Linked DNA regions of Mus musculus: all the other regions are linked to region 1. The links are chromatin contacts, called in public HiChIP or PLAC-seq maps. All regions are on one chromosome and are shown on one strand. The core of a region is the stretch at or near the end of the contact, and the rest is flanking DNA. Distances in the headings are between cores, read along the strand shown. Region 1 overlaps Cd3d (CD3 antigen, delta polypeptide). Region 2 overlaps BC049352 (cDNA sequence BC049352). Region 3 overlaps Tmprss4 (transmembrane protease, serine 4).

What was found. HiChIP or PLAC-seq counts read pairs in DNA pulled down with a chosen protein or histone mark.
Region 2: an H3K27ac HiChIP or PLAC-seq map of large pre-B cells shows a contact between it and region 1, with 2.2 times the contacts expected there. The contact joins two enhancer-like sites. A contact is called at or near these places in 1 of 39 promoter capture datasets (liver), 2 of 115 datasets of contacts at active chromatin or transcription factors (bone marrow-derived macrophages and large pre-B cells) and 1 of 9 other capture datasets (liver).
Region 3: an H3K4me3 HiChIP or PLAC-seq map of bone marrow-derived macrophages shows a contact between it and region 1, with 4 times the contacts expected there. The contact joins two enhancer-like sites. A contact is called at or near these places in 6 of 39 promoter capture datasets (the C10 cell line, cranial neural crest, embryonic stem cells and 3 more), 2 of 115 datasets of contacts at active chromatin or transcription factors (bone marrow-derived macrophages and large pre-B cells) and 3 of 9 other capture datasets (adipose tissue, embryonic stem cells and pancreatic islet).

Annotation. Positions count from the first base shown.
Region 1 is chr9:44,984,843-44,988,965 of GRCm38.p6, reverse strand. It overlaps Cd3d (CD3 antigen, delta polypeptide), which reads right to left. Exons shown (of 5, transcript NM_013487.3): 2 at 3,778-3,996; 3 at 3,231-3,362; 4 at 2,866-2,909; 5 at 1,914-2,693. The coding sequence ends at 2,622. Among named protein-coding and RNA genes, the nearest start is that of Cd3d, 5.1 kb to the right of the region's middle. Within about 2 kb of position 2,330, at least 157 of the 459 cell types and tissues checked have an H3K27ac peak or open chromatin away from gene starts, as enhancers often do. A contact at or near this core is called in bone marrow-derived macrophages, where this site is marked.
Region 2 is chr9:45,219,302-45,223,424 of GRCm38.p6, reverse strand. All of the region lies in intron 1 of BC049352 (cDNA sequence BC049352), which reads right to left. Among named protein-coding and RNA genes, the nearest start is that of Tmprss4, 17 kb to the right of the region's middle. Within about 2 kb of position 1,699, at least 35 of the 459 cell types and tissues checked have an H3K27ac peak or open chromatin away from gene starts, as enhancers often do. A contact at or near this core is called in bone marrow-derived macrophages, where this site is marked.
Region 3 is chr9:45,177,422-45,181,544 of GRCm38.p6, reverse strand. Tmprss4 (transmembrane protease, serine 4) reads left to right here. Exons shown (of 13, transcript NM_145403.3): 6 at 794-895; 7 at 2,102-2,142; 8 at 3,680-3,839. Among named protein-coding and RNA genes, the nearest start is that of Gm39327, 10 kb to the right of the region's middle. Within about 2 kb of position 2,089, at least 21 of the 459 cell types and tissues checked have an H3K27ac peak or open chromatin away from gene starts, as enhancers often do. A contact at or near this core is called in bone marrow-derived macrophages, where this site is marked.

The sequences.
Region 1 (4,123 bases), core at 1,081-3,580:
GAGAAAGCTTTGCAGCTATCAGGGCTGGAAATAGTTGTTCCAACTCCACAATACAAGGCACTGGAAAGAGCTGGAGGTTATAAGGCAGAAGAGATAACCACTCATTTAGAAACCTCTTTGGTAAAGGCACTAATCCCATTTGGGAGGGTTCTGTCCTCAAGATCTAGCCTCTCACAGTGGATCTGCCTGCTAATACCATCAACATATGAATTAGGAGAAGGCAAAGATAAAATAAAGCTGGGTGTGACAGTACATTCCAGTAATCTCGGTACTTGGGAGGGAGGGGAAGGAAGATAGCCAAGAGTTCAAGACCAGCTTAGACCTTGTAGCAAGTTCCAAACCAGCCAGGACTATATAGTGAAAGCTTGTCTCAAAAATAAATAAATAGATAATGAGAGAGGCAAAATGATGCAAATCCATGACAGTACGACAACTTGAAGGTCAATACATTTCACAGCCTAGATTAAACTAATACATTCCTTGAATAACATGATAAAGAAAATATTTCAGGGCTTCTCACATTTTTTTTTCTACTCAAGACACATGCCTTTTTGCCTAGGTAAATTTTACACAACCCTACATATAAAGGTATACAAATCAACTATTTAGCGATGATAAATCATTACATTTCTATTTTAAAACAATCTTGGGGACCAGCAGGATGGCTCAGCTTATGAAGGCGTACACTGCCAATTCTGAAGATAGAGTCCCCCAAAACCCACATGGCGGAAGGAAAGAATCAACTCTTGCAAGCTGTCCTCTAACCTCCACATGTGTGCGTGGCACCTGCAAATATTTTTTTTAATTACAAAAATTAAAACAACTATTTGGGGTGTGTGTGTGTGTGTGTGTGTGTGTGTGTGTGTGTGTGTGTTAGCATTTATTACAAGTAAAAGATGAGGGGCTGGAGACCTGGGTCAGTGATTAAGAGCACTTACTGCTCCTACACAGGAACTGAGTTTGGTTCCCAGCATCCTCTTCAAGAAACTCACAATCACCTATAACTCCAGCTCTGGGGCAATCTGACGTCTTCTCCTGGCCTCTGACGGCATTGCATTCACATGCACAAACACACACACATACATAATTTAAAATAAAGATAAATCTTTATTTTTAGCATGGAAGATGAATATGCTTATTTATTTCTGAATAAAGAACTAAATCTTGACTAAATATTTTATTCAAAGGGCATATAGCACCATCAGTGTTTATAAGAGTTGATCGATATTTTTGGCTTTTAGGGCTGAAAATGTACTCGGTTGGTAGAGTGCTTGCCTAGTATACATGAGGTTTGATCCACACCATTGCACAAGCCAGGAATGGTGGTACGTGCTTGTAATCCTAACACTGTGAAAGTAACAGCTCTCAGTCATTCTTAGCTACATAATATGTCTGAGGCTACCTGGGCTACACGAAACTCAATCTCCAATTTTTTTTAAATTTTAAATTGTCAATGCTGAGAACACTAATCTACATAAATATGTACTACAAAATAGCAATGTTTAGGGTCATTTCAAAATGACCCATTTGTTGGAACTTCTGTCCTGATCTCAAGCAAAAATCCATTTAATGTTTCTCTTTGAAACTCAACCAACAACTCAAAGCAATTTGAAAATCAAGCATTCTAACACAGCACCGGGGTGTACTAATTTAATACTTACATGCTGAGGGAGGATGGGAAAATATTAGAAGTCTTTGTTTCCATAGGAAACCACTATGTTTCCACACCAACAGGAAACTGTACAATAAGAACAGTGCAGTTCATAGCACAGCACACAAGTCTCAAGCCTGGCAGTTCTCAGCTGCTGCTGGGTGGTCTGGCCGTGGACAAGCGCCTTAGAGCAAGCACTGTTCGAGACCAAAGCTGAATGAATTTCCACCGTGTGAGTCAGGCAACACTGCCAGAAACACCTGGAATTCATCATGTTCTTTATTTTTAATTAATTTGAGGATGAGGGCAGGCAAGATGGCTCAGTGGGTAAGGGTGCTTGCCACACAAGCCTCATGACCTTAGTACAATCCCCAGAACCCACGAAGTGAGAAGAAAATTCTTGACAGCTCTGTCTCTGTCTTTCTGTCTTTCTGTCTTTCTGTCTCTCTGTCTCTCTGTCTGTCTCTCTCTCTCTCTCTCTCTCTCTCTCTCTCTCTCTCTCTCACTCACACACACACACACACACACACACACACCCTCTGAGCCCCAATATTCTTCTCTGCCACCCCCATTCATGATGTCATGGAAACTTCTTTGTGGCTCAGCTTCTAAACACCACAGCCTGCTTTGGGCTGTGGTAAGGCAGCAAAATCCCGGAAGTTGTTATGATAGGGACTGGAACCAACAGGCAATGAAGCAGAGTGGCTGGGCTGACCCTGCCCACAGGAAACCCACAGGGTTAGAAATGCCAAGGGGCCAGGATGGGAAGCTGTCCCTCGTACTGCCTGTCTGGGTCTGAGGAGAGGAAGCCAGAAGTGAGGGGCCACGGGTGGGCAGAACTCAGCCAAGCTAAGACAACTCTCAATCCATGCTTTGGAAAACACAGGCGCCTGCCGACGGAAGGAAACGTCTTTATTGGTTGATCACAGGGGAAGGCGCCGTTGCTATGGCACTTTGAGAAACCTCCATCTTAAGATTTCTTGTTCCGGGGCCAGTTCCCTCCAAGACGGCTGTACTGGGTATCTTCACGATCTCGAAGAGGCTGAGAGGCAAGATACCGAGTCACATCTGAACTGTTCTCCAGACATCCTCCTCCCTCCATCGCCCCCACCCCTAAGGACTACCCCCCCCCCCCGGACATCTCACAACCCTTACTGGCAGGTCTCTTAGTCCTCACTCCCTCTCCTGTTTTTGCCGCCTCCCTCAGGGCTTACCTGATACAGCTGCTCATTCTTCAGCAGTGCTTGAACCTCAGCAGCTAGAAGCAAGGACAGAAAGTCATTGGGAGCTAGGGAAGGTGAGACATTGAGACCTAGGAACACTGCAGGGGTGGGTAGGTTCAGAAGTCAGTCACATCCTCTCTCACCCTCGGAAGTCTGCATGCGCATCACAGGCATACCTGTTCTTTCAGCACCCTATAGTGAGTCCCTAAGACATTATCAGAGAAACTTCCAGATGATGCCAGCCCTACCACCATCCCACATCTTTCAGCCAGTTTATGAGTTCACACACACACAACACACACACACAAAGGGGGGAGGGAGAGGGAGAAAAAGAGAGAGTCTTTCTGCTAACTAACCCCCAGAAGGCCTTCCGGTCTCATGTCCTGCAAAGCAGTAGACGCCCAAAGCCAGGAGCAGAGTTGCGATGAGGTCAATGAAGATGACACCAGCCATGGTGCCCGAGTCTAGCTCCACACAGTTCTGGCACACTGGTGGGGAGAGGAAGAAGAGAGTGTTCAAGGTCACGGAACCGTCTCTGGTCCTAGAAAGACCCTAGGCTCCTCCCGTTCCAAGACACACTTTAGTGAGACTGTAAAGATCTTGCTACTTCCATCTCCGCCCTTATCCCAAGGAACTGCTGAAGAGAGACATGACACACTTCAGCTTTGTGGGGTTTTAACTGAAGAGTAGACTAAGCCCCTCCCCAGACCATCAGTCACAAGCCAGGCCCTGCTGTTCTGCCTCACTTAAACTCTCCCCCAGTTCTGAAGCACTCCTCACACATCTGGTTCACACCACCACGAGTGCCCTTTGTAAACTGGTTCAGCCCAGTCTGCTTTTAGCCCAATGTTTCCACATGCACAGGGCCAGGGATTTCACCCCAGTGAGTCCAGGAGCACATACTTCGGTAATGGACTTGCACAGAAGACACCACCTTTGCCAGCTGCTCTGTCCCATTACACAGATATATCCCTCGTGGGTCCAGAACGCCTTTGCCCAAGTTGAGTGTTTTATTCTTTGCAAACCATCCTTCCACCGTTCCATCTAGATGCATGACGCTGGTATTGCAGGTCACAAATACTTTGTCCTCATATTCGGTCACTTGTATCTTGAAGGGGCTCCCTGAGGTGGAAGACACTGTAGTCAGAGGCAGCTCTCTGGAGCGTAGGCAGCTTATTGCTCTGCATACTTACAGACCATTTGTGTAGTAAGGGACATGATGCCGAGTGAAAGGGGCAGGAGCAACCAG
Region 2 (4,123 bases), core at 450-2,949, 240 kb before region 1:
CCTGAACTATAAGACCAATTTCTATCTCAAAAATGTAACCGCTGGGGCTGGAGAGACAGTCCAGTCGTCAAGAGCGCTTGTTGCTTTTGAGGAAAACCTAGGTTTGGCTTCCAGCACCCGCATGGCGGCTTTACCAACACTCACAGCTCTAGTTTCAGGGGATCTGATGCCCCCGTTGACCTCCTTTGGTAGCATACACATGTGGCACACATAGATGGAGCTAACATACAGAACACACACACATACACAAAATACAAATGCATAAATCTTACATTTTTAAACAACTTTTTAAAATTCCAAATCACAGAGGCCTCAGGAAATCTGGATCGATGTCCCCTCTACACCTCTAGGCAAAAACAACCATCTCTCCCTGTGACGGTTAGCAACATTTGCCGATCTCACGTGATCCAGAATCATCTGTTAGACACACAAATGTACATCGGGTTGATTGCTATAGGAAGACCCTGAATGTGGCCAACGCATTCCACGGGATGGGTTCCTAGATTGAATACAGAGAGAAAAGAGGGCTGGGAGACGGCTCAGTGGGAGAGATGTTTCCTGTGCAAACTTGGGGACATGAATTCAGATCCTCAGCATCCAGGGAAAATAAGGAAGAAGCAATAGAGGGAGATGCGAGCACACACGCGCGCGTGCGCACACACACACACACACACACACAAATACACACACACACACACACACACGCACTCTAAACACCAACATCTCCCCCCCGTGGATCTTGACTGCAGATGTAATGTGACCAGGCTTCTCACCGTTCTCGCTACCATGACTCCTCCACCAACTATGGCTTCTCAAACCATGAACCAGAATAAAGGTTTCCTTCCTTAAAAGGAAAGGCCTTGGTCTTTCCTCAACTGTGTCTGCTGTCACAACTAGAAAGGTAATATACTCTCTCACCCTATAACCCTCTACCCTGCAGCCTCATCCCACAAACACTGCCTGGCACTGTCCTGTCATACCCAAGAGGACGGGCCAACTAGGCTCCTACTTCAAGGCCATGGCCTAGGGTATGGTCCTACCTGTGCTCTTGTAACCTCCCCTCTAGTTTCCCACTGGCCTTTCAGGGCCCCCAGCACATCCTGCATTCAGCAGGAAGCCATCACTCAAGTTCCAGAGTCAACAGTGCCATATTCAGCAGCCCCCTGTCACACACAGATGCTGTACCTGGAACTGCGGGTTTGGGACCCACCTGCCTTCTCTGGAGATGGATTTACCCATGTCTGTGTGCCCAGAGCCTGTCTCTCCAGCTCAAGGCAGAACCCACTCGGGTTCAGGGCAAATGTTTCTTGGATGCAGTAAATGCCCAAGCAGGGCTAATTCTGGAGACAGTGACTGAAAAGTACAGAGGGCAGTCCTGAGATCACATCACAGTGGCTGTCATACTGTAGCCATACTGTCTCTGGTTGGAAGAAGATACTGTGCTTGACCTGATCTGGGCAATTCACGTTCCTTCTTGAAGGCAATGCTTTCTCTCTACTTTCTATGGTTGCCCTCTGCCCCATAACATATACACAGCCATTTCCTTCTGTCTCCCTTGGCTCTTGAAGGAACATGAGCCACGTTCTCACTGCAAATATCTCACTGTAAAAATCTTACAAACTTTCACACCACAGCACGGAAGAACACATTCCTGTGAGCCGTGCGCCCCCTAGTGGCAGAAATGGTTCCTTTTCCAACAAGGGAAGGGCTCTTGGAAGGCTAAATGGTAGAACCGCTTATGTAATTGCCTCTTCAGGCCAGTCCTAGCTTGTTGTGTGTTTATTCAATTGTCATACACTGTTGTTTTGCCAGACAGACAAGAAAAGGAGGCCCAAGAGTCACTACAGATCTCTGGTAGAGAAGACAAACAAAGGGAGAGTCTCTTCCAGAGAAGTGTGACACACCACTTAAGTTAAAGGGAGTCTGAGAACGCTGCAAGAACCCTGATTTGGGGGTACCACTGAGAGGACTCCCTGGGATCACATGACACTATTGCTATGCTCACATCCATGTAACTGGGTAACAGTTCAGCTTCCACACGCGGGGCCCGCTGTGGTGGGAGGTAATTGTTCCAGAGTCAGAGTGTTGTGGTTCAACTGTGATAAGACACTTTGCAAGAAAATGGTGGAGTTTCTCCAGGGGCCTAGAAACCAAACCAGGAAGGGGCTGAAGTTAAGAGACCAGAGGAGTCAGGAGACCCAGTTCCTTCAGAGGAGAAAATATAGTTGTAACAAACGACGAGACCAGAAAGGAGAAGAAATGGACGACAGACCACTGAGCATTGAGTTTTGCGAAGCCATGAGGCCATTTTGTGAAATTAAATGCAAATTTTTAAAAAAATCAATAGCTATACTCAGCATCAATTCACCTACATTCATAATTTGATAACTGGCTCCAGAATCAGGCTAACCACAGGCATGAGAGTAAACTCTGTTGGCGCCAAGGAAGTAGGGCAGCTAACTGTTCTACATAAGTAGAACGTGTCCTACAGTCATTTAAAAGAATTTCCAGGCTTGGGGGGCTGAGGCAGGAGAATTACAAGTGAAGGATCTGCCTTGGGTATCTCAATAAGACCCTGTCGAGAAATAGAAAACAAAACAACAACAAACAAAAACAAACAGACAAACAAAAGACTGTAGCTCAGTGGTAGGGAGTTTGTCTTGAGAGGCCTCTCAAGTATGTGGGGCAGCTACTCTGTTGTGGGACTATTCTGTTGAAGCAGGAAGTTACTGTCCATAGCACATTTTTGGCTCCTACTCAGCCCTGGAGACTTCCTGTAGCCCCAAGGTGATCCCATACCCCTTGTGCCAGTTCTGCCCCACCTTGTATTGAGGTTTCTCCTCTAAAGCAATATCAACTCTGGTATTCACCCCAGGGCCAGGTGTATGGGAGAGTCCTGGGTTGGGATGGGTCCTGGGTGGAGTGGGCGTAGGCAGATCTGGATAGTCAGGTGGCCAAAGCATAGATACACAAGAAATTCTGGAGTTCTGGATAGGAGGGGCCCAGCGAGGGAAGAGGACTGTGCCAGGGGCTGGACTTGGCACACCTAGTCAGAAACACACTTTATGAACATTTGTTCACTCAGAGTGTGAGGAAACATGGGGTGAGTGCCTCTCTCCTGGAGTAAGGGCAGAGCAAATAAAGGGTATGCATGCATGGCAGAGTACATGGGCCCACCTGGAACTCCAGGGATAGACACTAAATATGTCCTCCTGTTAGGGTAGCCTGTAGGGACCAGGAAGAAATGAGGGGAAGGTTCAGCAGGTGAGTGTGCTTGCAACCAAGCCCAAAGACCTGAGTTTGATCCCCAGAACCAACATGGCAGAAGGAGAAAACCAACTTCTACAAGTTGTCTTCTGACCTACACATAAACACACACACACACACACACACACACACACACACACACACACACACACACTTCAGAAAATGGTTGGTGCCGTCTCCTTGCCAAATGGAAACCAGCACTCTCTGAACCCCTTTGCTTTCTTGGCCCTCAGTTAGAGCCCACTGCTTAAGAGGGAAGCCAGAGTGAGCCACAAAGGGGCAAGAAAGGCAAGTTACAGTCAGGCTGGGAAAGATAGCAGGTCCGGGACAGAGCAGGATGAGACCCACCCCAGGCCAAGTATTATCTGGGTTTGCCCAGGGCTGATGTATGTCATGCAGTCTCACTGAATCAACCGGCACTAGTAAACTCTTCTTTGGTCCAGTGTGAGGATCTGTAAAAGCCAGCATGGGTAACTAAAATGACTTTCAAAATCCTACCATCCTACAAAGACTGCCTAGCCCAAGACAGGTGTGGGACTTCTTATGCCCAATAAATACAATTCTCCTGCACCAGGCCAATGTGAAGTAAGGTGAGAGGGTCACATTTGGAAAGAATGCTATCCTGTGTGACCTGATGCTTGTAAAGTGGGTGTCACCTGGGGAGGGTGTAATGATGTCTGACTGTGCTGACAGGAAGGGGAATAGCACACAGTAGGTGACTCCATCCCTGCTGCTTGCTGAGAGATAATTTCTCTGTTCTGGGACTGTGACAGACTTTCAAACTCAGCTCAGAATGTCTAAAGGGTTCGGTAAGAAATTGCATGAAAGGATGTCTCCATAGCAACACACTACACAA
Region 3 (4,123 bases), core at 840-3,339, 190 kb before region 1:
ACACACCAAACTGGTGTCAAATCCGGCATATTGGAACTTAAGTCTTGGGAGCTCTGTAGACAGACTCTGGTCATCCCAGCTCCAGCACCTAGTTCATCAAGAAAGTGTTTGCAGTCCTATCTGAGTGTGGACTAGCCAGCCAGGGACATGAATTGACCCCAGATATCTATGCAAAGCTTGACCTGAGAGGACAGACTGGAGAAGAAGGGGGAAATCCAAAAGACGAAAATTTAGTGAAGAAAGAGCCAGAGAACAGAATAGTTAAGGAAGGCTTCCTGGAGGAGGAAGACTTGAATATGGAGTTTGAAAGAAGACAAACATGGATTAGCAGAAAGGAAGGGAGAGGGCGGTCCAAGTTTCAGGAAGTTCCATCCAGACTCTTATAAGAATTGATCCAGGCTTCTCCTGTCTCCAGGCCCCTTATATGGAAAACCAAATGTCCACACTCCAGTTCCCTCTGTGCTGAGACAGGAGTTCATCTGGGTCCCCTTGCTTCTTTGCTCCTGCTGATGTGACCCTAACGAGATACTGGGACATCTGAGACAGGGACAGAGCTGGGTGTGAGGAAAGCAGGCCCCTAGTCCTCTGCAGAGCTCCACTTCTGGGCCAGGAGTCCCTGCCCAGGAAAGCGAGGCCACGGCAGCCTGCCTTGATGTGGGGACTATTCCTGCTATCCAGCAAAGCCAGCCAGCCGTGCCCCACTAACCTGTGCCCCCTCCTCTGGGAGCAGGGGCTCTTTCTGCCATGTAATTCATCCTCTGCCCCAGCTCACAGTTCACTCTTCCTACCACAGCCAGCCCGCTTTCAGAGCAGTGGAGATCCGTCCAGATCAGAACCTCCCTGTTGCTCAAGTCACAGGAAACAGCCAGGAACTTCAGGTGCAGAATGGAAGCAGGTAAGCAAGAGGGGACATTCTGACCTGCAGAGGCTAACTAACACTGGGAAGTGGCTCAAGGTTGCAGCAGGGGAACACGAGCCAGACAACGGGAAGAACTAGCCAAGCAGCTCATTAAATGTCCAGGGTTTTGGGATTCCACGTTCAGGCTCAGGGGTATTTTCTGTCTGCCTTTTTCTTTAATACAGCATGCATTGTCCTGCTCAAAGGCAGAGCAATGAACAGTGACCTTCTCTCTCCCTGAACTGTCAAGATTCATGCCTTCCACAGCTCCTTCATGTTCCCTAGTGAGTTACCTGGTAGGCAAGAGCCTAAAAGTAGCTTTGTACTTTTCCATCACTTCCCCAGGCCAAAGCACCACCTTCTAACGCTCCACAGAAGGCTCTCCAGCCCTCACCTCACCACCCCACATTAGAGCACAGCTGATTCAAAACAACATTTGCTACAAAGCAGCCAAGGCTCCAGGAGAAGGCTGGCGTCTTAGCATTCAGGACGCTGGACAGAGCCTTAACACAGTAACTCAATAACTCTTTATTTTATTTTATTTTATTTTTATTTTTGTATCAAAAATTGTTTAAATTTTTTATTGGATATTTTCTTTATTTACAATACAAATATTATGTCCTTTCCCGGTTTCCCTCCCTACCAGAAACACCCTATCACATTCTCCCTCCCCCTGCTTCTATAAGGGTGTTCCTCCACCCACCCACCCACTCCCACCTCCCCTCCCTCGATTCCCCTACACTGGGAGCCTTCATAGGACCAAGGACCTCTCCTCCCACTGATGCATGACAAGGCTGTCCTCTGCTACATATGCAGCTGGAGCCAACACAGTAACTCTTGAAAAGGACCAGGTTAGAGGTAGAATCTGCAGGATTCCATCAAAATCCTGGTCTGTTTGGGAGGCCACAGTGCAGCAGGTTCTGCTCCCCACCACCACCACCTGCTGCCCAGGGTTCCAGGAGCCCAGACTGGCTTTGCATTGGGCAGGACTCCGTATATTGTAGGTACACGCACAGCAACAGCAGTGTTGCACTAAATCAAACCACACTGAGTATAATGCAGATCTACACACACCCATGGTAAAGTTTCTGGGGTTCTGCAGTGTTGGGGGATGGGGTTGAATCAGCAGTTCACAAAGGCTGAGTTCTAACCTCCCAGCCAAGGCGAAAGCAGAAGCCACAGGGCCCCGTCTTTCTCTTTCAGATCCTGCCTCTCAGGCTCCCTGGTTTCCTTGCGCTGCCTTGGTGAGTTCACCCTATCTCTGAGAGTCTGGGGCCTAGGCCAGCAATGGTCAGGAAGAAAGACCTTCATCCTTACTGCTCTGTCTCCTGGTCTCTAAGTCCCACTCTTTGGGGCCAACCTTAGACTTACAGATCAGTGGTTCCTTCACGTGGTTAATGCCAAGAACCCCCTTATGCCATCTGCTCTCAGTTCATGCCCTGAGTGTGTTAGATTTTCATTGCTGTACTGAAATATCTGAGGCAGGATAATGTCATAAAGAAGTTTTGCTTAGCTTACAGTTTTAGAATCTGGAGGCCTAAGACCAGAAAGCCACCTTGGTTTGGCCTCAAGTGCTGGCCTACTGTTGGGTGGTGGATCGGATGTAGGTGAAACAAGAAACCAGACAGCAGGGTGGGCTCAGTCTTGTCCTAAGTTCTCAAAGACACTCAGGGATCATAGAAAACTACTTTATCCCCCTCAGAGGGCAGCTGCTCTGATGACCTAAGGGCCATTAGGCCTCACATCTTAAAGAGCCCACCACTTTATCATCACCATACTCAGGGCTAAGCTGCCACCTTTGTGGAGGCACACTCAAACCATAACCTAACTGTTCCGGAGACTTCCGAGCAGGTCACTGGCTGGATGGAAGCTTTGATAAGGCCATGTAAAGCAGTCCATAAGACTGTAGACCCCCCCATCTTGCCAACCAAGAAACTTTGAGTGAGTGAGCACAGAGCAAGTTGAAAGCAGGGTTGGGTCAGATAGCATTTGGCAGGTACGGAACCAGGCAGGGAAGAGATGATGGGAAAGGGGCCTCTTTGGAAAGACCAGAGAGGCACAGAACATGGCAGGGATGTGGCACTGGAGGCTTTAGTTTGGGGTTTGTTTTGTCTTTAATTATGGGGCAGGTATGTGCATGTGCCTGCAGCACCTGTGGATACCAGCAGAAAGCATCAGATGCTCTGGGTGGTTAGAAGCAGTCGTGAGCTGCCTGTTGTGGGTACTGGGAACCAAACTCGAGTCTCTGAGAGAGAAGGAGGCACCCTTAGCCACTGAGCCATCTCTCCATCCCTGACACTGAAAGTTTTAACTCAAGTTCAAAGGTCAGATGTAAAAGGTAGACCAGAAGACAGGGTAACCAATGGGCAGCTCCCTTAACAGAAGGAAGAAACCCAGTTCCTAGAACGTGCGTATTCCCTGATACCAAAGTAGCTTGTGAGTATCTGTTTACTCAGTGGGGAGTTTCTAGGGACTGTCCATTTGGGCAGGGCTTTCAGAATTCATGATTCCACGCCCTGGTTTGAAGATGATAAATTCCCAGCACAATGGTCACATCCATGTTAAAAAATCTAAATTCCTAAACACACACTAGAGGTGGGTTTCAGGGGAACCTGTGGGTCGTGCTCGATATCTCCCCACGGATGATTCAGGGCTGGTGTGGGTGGATTCTCCCATCCTTCCCATACTATTTCTGAGGGCCCTGCTCCAGGGGTCTCTGGGGAAGCATCCCCTCCCCAGAAGCCTGACTCCCCCTCCTTCCTTTCCCCCCATTGAGTCCAGACTGTGGAAAGAGCCTGAAGACTCCTCGTGTGGTGGGTGGGGTGGAGGCCCCTGTGGATTCTTGGCCGTGGCAGGTCAGCATCCAGTACAACAAGCAGCATGTCTGTGGTGGGAGCATCCTGGATCCCCACTGGATCCTCACAGCAGCCCACTGCTTCAGGTAAGTGTGACGAGGAAGCTAGGAGAGAGAGAGAGGCCATGGAGGGAGCCAGCCTTGCTCCCTGATTGTGCACCCATGCCCCGCCCCATCTACCCTGGAAACCATCTCTAGTGTGCAGCCTCTGTGCAATGAGACACCAGCCATGACATCCTTGTTAATTAAGTACTGAAAAATCTGTGCTGGTCTCCAAGGTTGAACTCTATTGGGTGGAAAGCTCCAGATACCCAGGATCCTCCCATCATAGCGTGTCCATTCCATTCATGCTACAGAAGCGCTCCCCACAC